4 separate regions of the Mus musculus genome follow, and all the other regions are linked to region 2. A link is a contact called in public HiChIP or PLAC-seq and promoter capture Hi-C data. All regions are on one chromosome and are shown on one strand. The core of a region is the stretch at or near the end of the contact, and the rest is flanking DNA. Distances in the headings are between cores, read along the strand shown.

Evidence for each region. Promoter capture Hi-C pulls out the DNA fragments that hold promoters and counts their contacts. HiChIP or PLAC-seq counts read pairs in DNA pulled down with a chosen protein or histone mark.
Region 1: an H3K27ac HiChIP or PLAC-seq map of embryonic stem cells shows a contact between it and region 2, with 7 read pairs. The contact joins the promoter of Prrt3 here to the promoter of Cpne9 in region 2. A contact is called at or near these places in 2 of 39 promoter capture datasets (embryonic stem cells and neural stem cells), 1 of 484 Hi-C or Micro-C datasets (embryonic stem cells), 2 of 115 datasets of contacts at active chromatin or transcription factors (both in embryonic stem cells) and 1 of 9 other capture datasets (liver).
Region 3: a promoter capture Hi-C map of neural stem cells shows a contact between it and region 2. The contact joins the promoter of Thumpd3 here to the promoter of Cpne9 in region 2. A contact is called at or near these places in 9 of 39 promoter capture datasets (the C10 cell line, the SN4741 cell line, cranial neural crest and 6 more), 1 of 15 datasets of contacts at CTCF or cohesin (the NIH/3T3 cell line), 4 of 484 Hi-C or Micro-C datasets (the G1E-ER4 cell line, embryonic stem cells, granulosa cells and 1 more), 12 of 115 datasets of contacts at active chromatin or transcription factors (the 230-238 cell line, the SCID.adh cell line, T-cell acute lymphoblastic leukemia and 8 more) and 5 of 9 other capture datasets (adipose tissue, embryonic stem cells, liver and 2 more).
Region 4: a promoter capture Hi-C map of liver shows a contact between it and region 2. The contact joins the enhancer-like site here to the promoter of Cpne9 in region 2. A contact is called at or near these places in 13 of 39 promoter capture datasets (the 3T3-L1 cell line, 3T3-L1-derived adipocytes, the C10 cell line and 8 more), 1 of 484 Hi-C or Micro-C datasets (the STO cell line), 2 of 115 datasets of contacts at active chromatin or transcription factors (double positive thymocytes and embryonic stem cells) and 5 of 9 other capture datasets (adipose tissue, embryonic stem cells, liver and 2 more).

What each region holds. Positions count from the first base shown.
Region 1 is chr6:113,500,502-113,503,408 of GRCm38.p6, reverse strand. Prrt3 (proline-rich transmembrane protein 3) reads left to right here and starts at 1,478. Exons shown (of 4, transcript NM_001289700.1): 1 at 1,478-1,559.
Region 2 is chr6:113,280,793-113,283,639 of GRCm38.p6, reverse strand. It overlaps Cpne9 (copine family member IX), which reads right to left and starts at 1,333. Exons shown (of 21, transcript NM_170673.3): 1 at 1,099-1,333; 2 at 553-593; 3 at 398-444; 4 at 187-290. The coding sequence starts at 1,166. Mtmr14 (myotubularin related protein 14) reads right to left here. Exons shown (of 19, transcript NM_026849.2): 19 at 2,248-2,847.
Region 3 is chr6:113,045,034-113,047,792 of GRCm38.p6, reverse strand. Thumpd3 (THUMP domain containing 3) reads right to left here and starts at 1,491. Exons shown (of 10, transcript NM_008188.3): 1 at 1,403-1,491; 2 at 89-378. The coding sequence starts at 346. It overlaps Gm43868 (predicted gene, 43868), which reads left to right and starts at 1,622. Exons shown (of 1, transcript NR_164179.1): 1 at 1,622-2,759.
Region 4 is chr6:113,140,473-113,143,463 of GRCm38.p6, reverse strand. All of the region lies in intron 17 of Setd5 (SET domain containing 5), which reads right to left. Among named protein-coding and RNA genes, the nearest start is that of Lhfpl4, 53 kb to the left of the region's middle. Within about 2 kb of position 1,588, at least 27 of the 459 cell types and tissues checked have an H3K27ac peak or open chromatin away from gene starts, as enhancers often do. A contact at or near this core is called in liver, where this site is marked.

The sequences.
Region 1 (2,907 bases), core at 229-2,728, 220 kb before region 2:
TAGTGCTCTAGCAGAGACGTCATTTTGCCAGCTGCATAGTTTCTGTGATTGTGTGACCATTGGAATTCTGGGAACTTTTCAGAGGGTGTATAAATGCTATGGAGAGGCAGGGGTGGGTGGTTGTTGGTTGGAGGGGGTTGTGGTTTGTTAGTAGCTGTGCTCAAAGAACAAACAAAAGGAAAGAAATTAGATTCAAGGATCTCTCTTTTCTCTATCCTTCTTTCTGTCTCTAGTGATAGGGGGTGAAACTGGGGGTGGGAGGATAAAGTGCGGGGGATGGGGGTGGGAGAAGAACCCAGAAAGTACCTAAGGTCAGCTACAGTTCAGCCTTCTCCATTTCTCCCGCTAGTGTTAGAGGCTGAAGATAAAGAAGGTATTTGTGGTGATTTGAATAACAATGGCTCCCATAAGCTCATATAGTTGAATACTTAGCCATCAGGGAGTGGCCCTATTTTGAAAAGATTAGAAGGATTAGAAAGTGTGGCCTTAACAGAAGCTGTGTGTCAAATGGGGAAGGCTTTGAGGTTTCAAAAGCCCATGCCAGGCCTAGTCTGTCTGTCTGTCTGTCTCTCTGTGTGTGTGTGTTTCTATTGATCAGTATGTAGCTCTCAGCTACTGTTCCAGTGCCTGCCAACATGATGATAAGGGACTAAACCACTGAAGTTGTAAGCAAGCACCCAATTAAATACTTTCTCTTATAGCAGTTGCTTTGGTCACGGTGTCTCTTCATAACAATAGAACAGTGACTCAGGTAGTATTGTATCCAGTCACAAAGGCCAGAAGAAATTACATGATCGGCTAACCACATGCTGAAAATCACCACATCGGAGACCAGAAAGAAGTAGACCTAGGGCTGGCAAGCTGCTTCTGCAGGTAAAGAAGATCTGAGTTTGGTCCCCAGGATACACAAGGCAGAAGGAGAAAACTGACTCCACAGACATGATGTGGTATGCCACAGGCCACACAAATACAAACACACACACACACACACACACACCAAAATAACAACAACAACAATAATAGAAAAGAAGGAGGGTGAGGAGAAAGAAGAAGAAAAGAAGAAAAAAGAAAGAAGTAGATCTTCGAAAATGTGTCAGAATATATTGTAAAATGATGAGGAGAAAGGCAAGTTACAAGAGCAATTAAGAAAGCGTGGGCTCATTTTTATTTAATATGCTCTGGGAAAAGCCTGGAAGATATGCCAGGCTGTATGTATGATCTACCTATGCCTGTATGAATCCAGAGAAAGTGAGCTCCCAGTCCCCGCAGGTATGCAAATAAAGCGGGCTGTAGCTAGAAGGAACACTGCAGAACCCCACAGGGCTCTGACACCATCTGGGCTGTGCTGCTTGTGAGAAAGGGGCGGTGAGGAGCAGCGAACAGAGACCGTTCCCAAAGGAAAGGGTTAAGTATCCCGCGCTCCTGTGGGCGGGCTTGACGAGGAGATCGGCAGAGCCGGGCTCTGCTGGCCAAGCCTGAGCATCTCGGAGGATGCGCCTCCGGGAGCGGCTGCAGGGACGCGCGCAAGGTGAACGCATGGCTGCGGATGCAGCGCGCAGGTGAGGAGCTGGCCGAGGGAAGGGGAGATGGCGGGACCCAAGAAGGCAAGGAGCAAGGCTTACAGCCCCTTCGCGGGCATGGGCCTGCACGGTGCCAAACCCCACCCGGGACACTGCGGGAAGGCATGGAGCCAGGGAGAGAGAAGCTGGAGAAGGAGGAAGAGAGGTAACCCGAGATGGACCAGCTTCTGCAGGCTGTCCTGCAGAGGCCCTCACCCTGCTCCCCCCACCCCCTAGTCTCTGCGGCTGATTGATCTCATCTCCCCTCAGAACTGTCCAGCCATGGGGACCCTAATGCTAGGCAAGCTCCTGCCTGGACTGCGGGTGCCCACATCTCTTGCATCGGGGGTGGTAGGCAGATGGCATGTTATTCACTGAAGGCCCAGCTCAGCCATCTCCTCCTCTGCAAAGTCTACAGAGCTGTACGGGCTTCAGTATCTCTAGTATGTGTTTTCAGCTGGCTGTGCGACCTTGGACAAGTTGCTCAACCTCTCTGACTCTTGGTTGCCCACTCTCCTTTCCTGTGTGATGGGTACTTGCACCTGCTGTATGGGAAGGTTTAGAACAGAGGCCTAACTAAGCAAAGAGCTCAACACAGGGTATTATTATAACCTATATCCATATCAGGGGCCCCAAGTCCTTCCTTCGCACACCTCATCCCCAGCCTCAGAACTGAGGACTTTATGGGTCCCCAGACCCCAGCCTGGCCTATGAGCAGAACCTGGGGCTTAATAGATGTTTGAGAGAGGGCTTACCAAGACTTAAAGGCTGTCTGAATTAACGCTGTGACTGGACCCAAGAGGTCTTTGAATCCCCTGAAACTTCCCACAACCTCTGATGAGCCTAGGGGTACTCCTCGGAAGAGTCTCTGGGGTTACCTCTAACTTCTCCTAGTGTCTGAGCCACCAAAGGTGGCTGTGTCCAAGAGGAAAAGGACACAGCACCTGCCCCTAACACAGCTGGCCCTCAGCTGGCTGGCCACTGCTGATCCCTCCTACCTCCCTGGCCTACTTAAGGATGGACTTAGGAATAGGGACCTCTTGGGAATATATCTACCTGGGCCCGGATTGTACAGGGGCTGGAGGTGTAAAGGAAAAAGACAGGAGCCCCAGGCCAGCGGCAGACAGGAGATGATATACAAGGGAGCTTTGCTCCGGATAGGGAGAGCCAGGAACAGAAGGCATCCCTGGAGAGGAGTGTCTAGGCTAATACGAACTACCCTCCAATTGTCCCTGGACATGATGCCGACCTCTTTCCCTTTAAAAAACACTGCTTCTCAGACCGCCTCCTGTCGGAGCTCTCCAATCCACGTGATGGTTCACAGGAGCCCTTGCTGACTAGCCCCTGC
Region 2 (2,847 bases), core at 84-2,583:
GCGCCAACTTGGGTGTGGGGGGCGGGGTTAAGAACAGTGAAGCCTTAGAAGGACCTGGGCTAGGGGGAGGAGCCAGGTAGCAAGGTGAAGTGGGGGCGAGACCAGGCAGAATTCTGGCTGATCCAGGTTGGGGGGTGGTGGTGGAGGGGGGTGGAGGGTAAGACAGGATTCTAGGAGGAGCCTCACACATCGAAGCGGAGATTTTGCTTTTCCTCAAAGAAATAGTCGAGAACGAATTTGCGCACGAAGTCTGGATTCAGTGTGTTGTCAATCACCTCGGTTCGTCCGAACTGGGCAGCAGGGAGGGGTGGGAGGACGGAGCATGAACGCAAGGCGTGCAGTCGGGCTAGAGGTTCCCGGGAGCGGCCCTGAGCTGGGCTGGGGCTCGGGGACTCACCTCCCGCCACTCCTGGCTGGCCCGGCTCTGCGTGTGAAGCACCACCACTGCGGGTGAGGGCAGGGGAGGGGAGCTCGTCAGGTCGGCCCGCACCCCTCACCGCCCCACCCGCTCCTACACCCCGGGTTCCTCCTCCAGGCCCTGGAGCTGCTTACTGGGGTCCGACTTGGAGAATGTATCCAGGTCTAGCAGATTCCTAGAGAAAAGCATCAAACAGATGGACAGAGGGCTAGCTCATTCTGGCGCTCACCACCTTGACACAGTCCTGAACTGACTGGGCACCTGGAGGAGACGTGGGGTGCAAATTGTATTCCCTCCTTATTACTATTCCCAGTGACTGTTGGGGTCCACACTGCCAACATTCAGGACAACATCAGACATCTCTGACAAATGGCTCTATATGTGCCCGCACTGTCTCCAAGGGTCCAGGACTACGGCTCGCCCCAGAACTTTGGTCCCTTGTGGCCCAGCTCTTCAGCGATTCCCATAGCCCACCTTTTGAGCCGGTAGGCTTGGGTGGGGCTGCCCAGGGAGACCCCCTTTTTCATCCTGCCAGTGACTCCAGCCTTCAGCCTCAGTTCTCTGTTGCTCGCTCCTGGTCGTCCCCTCTGTGGTCTAGCCCCCTGCCCACACTGAACCCGCAGCTGCGGTAGGCTGGGGAATTGCCAGTACTTAAACCCTCCCCAGCGCGGCCCGCTCACCGGCACGACACAGTAATTTCAATCTTGGTGGCCGGGACGCTACGCTCCGAGGCTCCGCTGAGAGACATGACTGGTCCAATGGCCAAAGCCGCGTAGGGGCTGCGAGACCCCGGGTGCCGAAGCTAGGGGCGGTGGCGAGGCCGGCCCATGTGCGGAGGCAGCGGCTCTCTCCAGCCTTGTGTGCGCTCCGCTGCTCGCGCCCTGACAGTGGCCACCAGCAGCAGCGGCTCCAGATGGCAGCACAGCCCCGCCCGGCCCTGCAGGCGGCCCCCGCCCCATTGGAGCAGCCTGGAGCTAGTCGGGGAAACTCACTCAAACCCCAACTCTGGCCCACACATCCTCTGGAAACACCAGAGCAATGAAAACCTTAGAACTATCCATGGTCCTGAAATATTGGGCTGGCAGGTGGGAGTTGGTAGCCAATTCTGAGCAGCGCTCATCTTTCCCGACCCATCTTGATCTCTGGATATGAAGTTACATTTCCCCCTTAATATTTGTGTGGCCTTGAGCAAGTTACTCAATATTAGTGGTTATGGCCCTAGTGGCAGCTACTGGCATACTTTAAGATAGGCTTAGTGACCTCTGGGTATTCACATTGATGGCCTATTAGGTCAGGGCTCTGGGGAACAGTTCATTGGCACAGCACCTGGTCTACTATATGCAAAGGCCTAGGGCCCATCCTCAGTACAGGGTGCGAGAGGAGGATCAATGAATGGTGAAGAGCTCTGAATCAAGCAGCCCCCTCCCTGTGCCGTGTCCACTGCTGCCTCCACAGCCCAGAAGCCTGCCCCTCTATTGGCTCAGGTCTCCTATCCCAGAGCACTGTCGCTTCAGGGTTTAACTAAAGATGAAAGCCGCCGGGCGTGGTGTTGCACGCCTTTAATCCCAGCACTTGGGAGGCAGAGGCAGGCGGATTTCTGAGATTGAGGCCAGCCTGATCTACAGAGTGAGTTCCAGGACAGCCAGGGCTACACAGAGAAACCCTTCTCGAAGAAAAAAAAAGCAAGCCAGTGAGGATATGCAGAACTTGCACAGAACAGGTAGTTGTGGTCGAACCCACTCAGCTGCTGACCTCTCCTTCCAACCCAGTCTCACGGGTTTATATGCCACTCCTCGTGGCTTACGCTGACTGATGGGGACTGAGAATTTGACTTGGTGGTAGAGCATTTATTTGCTTATAAACACAAGCCCGGGTTTCTTTCCCCAGCAAAGAAGGAACAGAGATAAATCCTACTTCGTAACTCCCCCAAACTCCAACCCTTCATTCAGCACGAGGCCAGGCAGTGAAGATTCCGAGCAGCTCAACGACGGTCACAACCGGATGAAATGCTAATGAAAAGCCATTCAAAAAACTTGCTTTTATTTTGTGATTAGTGTGAAATTGCCTCATTTTCAGTGCAGGTGATTCTCCTTCCCAGGAAACAAAAATTGCAGAATGGGGTTTTGCTGACATTATAATCTCCATGAGGCCCTGGGAACGCCCCTGTACCCTCCAACACAATTCTGAGAGTTGACAGTAATCTGAACACCAGGGTCAGTGGAAGGCAGTGAGTGGCGAGAGTGGTCACCAGTCAGGAGGTTGGGAGGTAGAAAGTCCCATCCTCAGGCCTGCTCAGGTTTGGGGCTGCCATGTGTGCAACAGAGAAGGGGGATGGGAAATTTCCCCTGCTCTCCAGGGCCCCTTTTGCCAGGCCTGGCCTGATTCCACAGGGCTCAGCTGAGACAGGGGCGGGAAATGGCTGTGGGCTG
Region 3 (2,759 bases), core at 242-2,741, 240 kb after region 2:
GGATTCCCAAGGGGGGGAGGGGTGTCTATAAACCAGAAAAATAATCATAAAATAACCAAGACTAATTTAAATACTGTTTTGTTCAAACCTGAGCCAGACTTTCCACTGCAATATCAAAATAGATCTTTCCGCGGTCTTTGCTGATTCTGCAGGCCGACTTCAGTTTCTCTCTCACTTCCCCCGCAGCCGTTTGTTCAAAGCCAGTGGGTACAGTGGCTCCAATAGTGACTTGGAGATGCTCCGACTCACTTCTGACGCCGCTTTCTACCAGCGACACAGGCTCTTTGTTGCCATCAAGGTTCATACCCAGGCACTCTCTGGTAGCTTCTTGAGTGTCACAAGACATGATGGAGATGTTTCTAAAAGGACCAACAGTCTCTAGAGGCAATACAGGGAAGAAAAAGGGAAACAATGCCATCTCTTTTTGTATTTCAATGTACCTATCGAGTTAAAACTGTAGTATAAATAAGGGCACGGATTACAGGCAGTGAAACGTGACTAAACAAGCAATATGCAGGCTCATCAGGAGAAAAGACAAGAGTGTTTCCACTGCATGCAGTGCTTGGCTTAGGCTCATCTGTGTTGGTAAGCACCATCTTACATTTGCTAACATGAATAGAGAAGCTCCTCTGTTGCTCTTTCAGCTTAGCACTTCAGGATGTGAGGCTGTAGTGGTTCAGAGTTAAAAATTCTTGCTTCCCACACTCGCGGGTCCAGGAAGCAAGTTACTCCTGCCTAGTTTCGAACTGGAAACTAAATATATCTCTCTTTCCCAAAGACAGAAGATTTTAACGAGAACAACACAATTCTGGACTAATGATCAAAACTTTTAATGTATGGGTGAGGTATCTACTTTCCGCCATGTAGACAAGTGGGCAGTGAATTTATTAAAGATTAACTCAACTTCCACTATCTAAACAATTACAAATATCTGAAAGCCTACTATGTGGTGACGCCGAGATCCAATGACGCGCATGCTGGGGACACCTTGGAAATGTCTGAAGCTAGTAATACAGACGTCCTGTGGGAGTGTTTGTGGAGGTTGAAGGGGCTGGAGTGGTGTTACCGTGATGGAGGGCCCACACCTCCCACCAGCTTTTCAAAAGCGCCGTGGCTTAAGCTAACATCTTCCTTGTCCCTAATGCTGTGCCAACCAAGAACAGGCCACAGAGGTGAACGCGGTTCCACCGTGTCACCGTTCGCCACTGTGAACACAACTCCTACGGACAGTGTGGAGAGCAGAAGGGCTGTTCGGACCGAAGGGCAGTGGCTCTCTCACTCCCACCCTCTGCGAAGCCCAGCGAGAGTCCAGACGCTCAGCCCCAGCACCGACCTATACGAAGCCACCGCCGTCTTCCCCTGCGTCCCACCCACCCGGCCACTCCCAGCCGCGGCCAGTTACCGGCAGCAAGCACAGACCCTTCCGGTCTCCGCACCGCGAGCACGCCGCCGGAAGCCGAGGTGCCAGCCCGGAAACGGAAGTCAGGCCTCGGAGGGCACGGTGCTCCCACGCTCCGGGGTAGGCGGGGGAGTGTGCGCGGAGAGCTGTGCGCAGTTGGGTGCACTCTGACCCGGAAGAGGAAGAACGGCCGGTAGGCCGGTCACCTGCCCGGAGGGAACCACTGCGGAGGGCGCTCTCCTAGCGAGCGGATGCTCGGTTGTTCTACTTCCTCTGCCCTCAGTGTCGAGCACTGGGGTGAGACTGGGACTTGATTCCAGTCTTAAAGCCAGAGAAACCGAGGCTAAAGAGATTCTTCTCCCCCATTCCCGTCTTGCACAACACTCTTTACTTGGAATTTCTTTTTGAGATTGGAGTCTCACTATGTAGCCCTGACTGGCCTGCTCGTTTTGTCGATCGTTCTGTCCTGGAAATCACAGATATCCGCTGTCTCTGCCTCCGGGATGCTAGGACTACAGGTGTGCGCCACCATACCCGGCTTGGATTCTGCAGGGACCGGCAAGCTGTGCTGTAACTAGAGTATAGCCCCTAGCCTAGCCTGCGGTTTTCAGATCATGTTTCTCTATATATGCCAAAGGTTACATTTCCTATATTTTAGTTACATGTATTTCCTGTGTGTGTGGAGGGAGCTTGTGTGCCACACCTGAGGTCAGAGGACAACTTGGCAGAAGTTGCTTCTCTTCCACCACGTGGGTTCCAGTGATCCAGCTCAGCTAATCAGGATGGGTAGCAAGAGCCTTTACCCTCTAAGACGTCTCACCAGCCCCAAATGTAACATTTTAAAAGAGGAAACTTAGAACTCAACAGAAAGAGACAGCCGGATTTTGGGGGGGGGGGGGGAGCGATGGTGGAGAGATGGCTCAGTGATTAAGGCTTGCTTTTCCAGAGAATTCAAATTTGGTACCCAGCACCCACCCACCTCTGGCCGCTCTCAATACCTGTAACTTCAGGGGCTCTGACAGCCAAGTCTGGCTCCAAGGGCATTATGACACTGCATTGCAATCTCTCTCTCTGCCTCTCCCCTCATCCTCACCAATAAATAAATAAATAAATAATAAAAATTGTTTAAAGTTTCAGTGGTGGCAGCAGCAGCTGAGGCATGGAGCCACACTGTCCTTGTCAGCACGGACAATGAGAAAGGTAAAAACCGGATCCTTGCCTTGGATGCATCAAAGAGTTTAGGAGCAGCCAGTATCGTAGAAAGCGGCGTTGTAGTTTAGTAAAAAATAAAAAAGGGGTCTGACAAACGGCCCAGCATGTAAAAGGTGTCTGCCATCAAGCCTGGCCATCTGCATTCTAT
Region 4 (2,991 bases), core at 339-2,838, 140 kb after region 2:
GTGTAGCCAGGGATGTATCTGAGCCCCAAGCACACACACCACAGAAAGGTCTTAAGTTGCTGGCTTCTGATGTTATATATTATTAAATTAGTTTCAATGGAAGGTGTAAGGGAAGGTGGAGAAAAGCAGGAGGTAGTTGAAAAGCCAAGCATGGTAAATTACTCACTAGGAGAATAGCATTAAAGGTTGCAACGAATCCATTCCTTATTTACTTGTACCTTGGATTATGTTTCTCATGCAACATTCTGTCTGTTCAATTCCGTGTCCTCTGCTGTCTATCAATCTATCAAAGAACTGCTAAAGCCTACCGCCAAAAAGCATATCAAAGGCTGAAATGCACCAGTGATAAAACCGACCCATTACTGCTTATCTGTATCGCTTAACACCAACATTCCCTTAACTAGACAGATCAGTTATCAAAGCCTTTCTAATATTGAATCTTTAGCAACCCAAGACAGAGCAATCTATACTTTCCCAACAAGATGGACTCACAATACTCAGGAAGTTAACAATAAACTAGTGGAATATAATCTTTTCAGTTTCATGATGATCTACAGAATATCCTACTGACTGAGAATTTGGTGATTAGTCAGGGAGTAGGGCCCTAATTATTTTGGAAAGTGAGACTAAAGGCCAGTTAATTTTGAAAAGGTACAGAGAAAAAAAGCTCCATGTAGATTTATAGGGTTAATAATTAATTACATGTCTAAAGCTTATTATAACTGCTAACACTGAAATCATGATTTTGGATCTTTAGGGTAGGAGGGTTTCTTAGCAAAGTACTGAAATTGGTATCCTAAGAGGTATAAATCACTGCACACAAACTGTATCCCAGCCTCTGCACAAGAGAAGGTTTGTAACCCAGAGCTTGGGCTTAAGCTTCCTTACATACTTACACCCAACTAGGCACTCCAGAGGAAATGAAGGAAAGCCAGAGAACGCTGGATTCCCTAAAGGAAGCTGCTCATCTGTCACCCAAAGCCCAGACACCCAGCCGTGTGAGCTGTCAGTTTAACCCCAATTATACATTGCTGACATGATACTGAGACAGTGTCGACCAACTCCAGTTTCCTTGTTAACAGGAGGATGTTATTCATGACTTTCTCTAACAATGCTCTCATGCACATAGAATCTACATCCTCTGAAGATTCTCTTTAATGAAACTCTTCAGCCATTCCTTCTCCCAAATGACAACAAAAGCAACCCCACAACATAAAAACAGCTACTCATTTCCCCACGGTCCTGTGCAGTCAGTTTTTATATAAGATCCACTCTATTTGCTGTGAATGAGAGGCCACCCTCCAGTCCAGCCCCCTCACCCCCCAATTCAGGACCACCCTTGTGCACTCACTCTCAGCCTGCATGTGATTGAGATGGTATGGTAACTACCTCTGGTGACAGGGGCTTAGGCCTATGTGCAGGGGAACCCTCAGGGGAGGAGATGTTCTAGAGGAGGAAAAAGTATCTTGTTATTTATCTTCTCAGAGTCAAGAAGCAAAACAGAAAGTAACGATAAGCATGGCTGTTTGCCACACTTTTTAGGGAGGGATTTGGTGGTGAGGATGGTTAATGTTTATGCATATGGTAAATGTTTAACTGCAGAACTCACTTCCACAAAGTGGTTAGTTCAGCTAAATGCTTCCTGGTACCTTAGAAAGGACTTATAATGTTTCATGCTATCAATGAACACCTCAATTAGAACTCAGGAAAGAATTAGGTGAATCATTTTAGAGGGCTCACAGTGTTTCTTATGGTGGGGCACAACCTACTCCTTATTCTTCCTAGAGGAACTCTGTTTCTTCACCCCATACTTCCTCTGATTATAATCTTTCTTTTCTTTATTCTCTTACTAGCTTTAGGGGTATACCTGTGAACTATGATCAGTTCCTCTCAAGTGACTGTTATACACCTGCACACATCTAACAGAGTTAAAAATCCATTGTACTTACTGGATCACAAAACAAACAAAGCACCCTCCCACCCCAATACCATGTATATGTGTATTTTTTCTGTGACTTTCATAGGACAGAACATTTTGCTGAGGTAATACCTCTCTAACACATGGGAACTGGAGAGTGAGCTCTTGAGGTGATGGTGTGAAGGGTAACATGAAAGTGATGATAGCAGCTATGACAAGGACTCTGTACCAGGCACTGGGGAAAAGGGAAAGTTCTCAATATACAGACTATCAACAACTGAGGCCCAGAAAACAGACGTGGGCTATGCTATGCTAGGATATATAAATGGAGCTGCTTCAGCAAAACAAGGTGGATAGCAATGTTTTAGAATGGGGAGGGTGCTGGGTGTACAAAGCACAGGGCTCTTGTTTTCCTTCTTCTAGATTCTTTCCCCTCCTTCTCTGTGACTGTGTACCTCATCCCCTCAGTTCTAGATATGAACACGCTTCTTATTCAAGGTTTTTCCTTTCCACTTGGAGCTGGTTTTACTCCTGACACTTATTGATATTTCACTGCTACTTTATTTTTCACAAATTTTTAAAAATACTATTTTTACTTTAGGTGTACAAGTGGTTTGCCTTCCTGTGTGCCTGTGTAAAACATGCACACAATGCCAGGAAATGTCAGAAGAGGGCATTAAATCCCTAGAGACTAGAGTAACAGATAGCTGTGAGGAACCATATGGGTGTTATGGGAATTAAAAATTGGGTTCTCTGAAAGAATGGCCAGTGCTCTTAATGGCAGTCATCACTCTAGCCTGCATTTTAATATTTTTTTTTTAGCTTTTTTTGGTTTTGTTTTGGTTTTTTGAGACAGGGTTTCTCTGTGTAGCCCTGGCTGGCCTTGAACTCAGAAATCCACCTGTCTCTGCCTCCCGAGTGCTGGAATTAAAGGTGTGCGCCACCACGCCCAGCTCTTTTTAACGTTTAACAGACAAGTTTATTTCAACATTTTCTTCTTTCAAATAATAATTTTATGTTTAAAAAACAATATGGAAATAAAATTTGTATTATATCATCTTTCAATATATTCT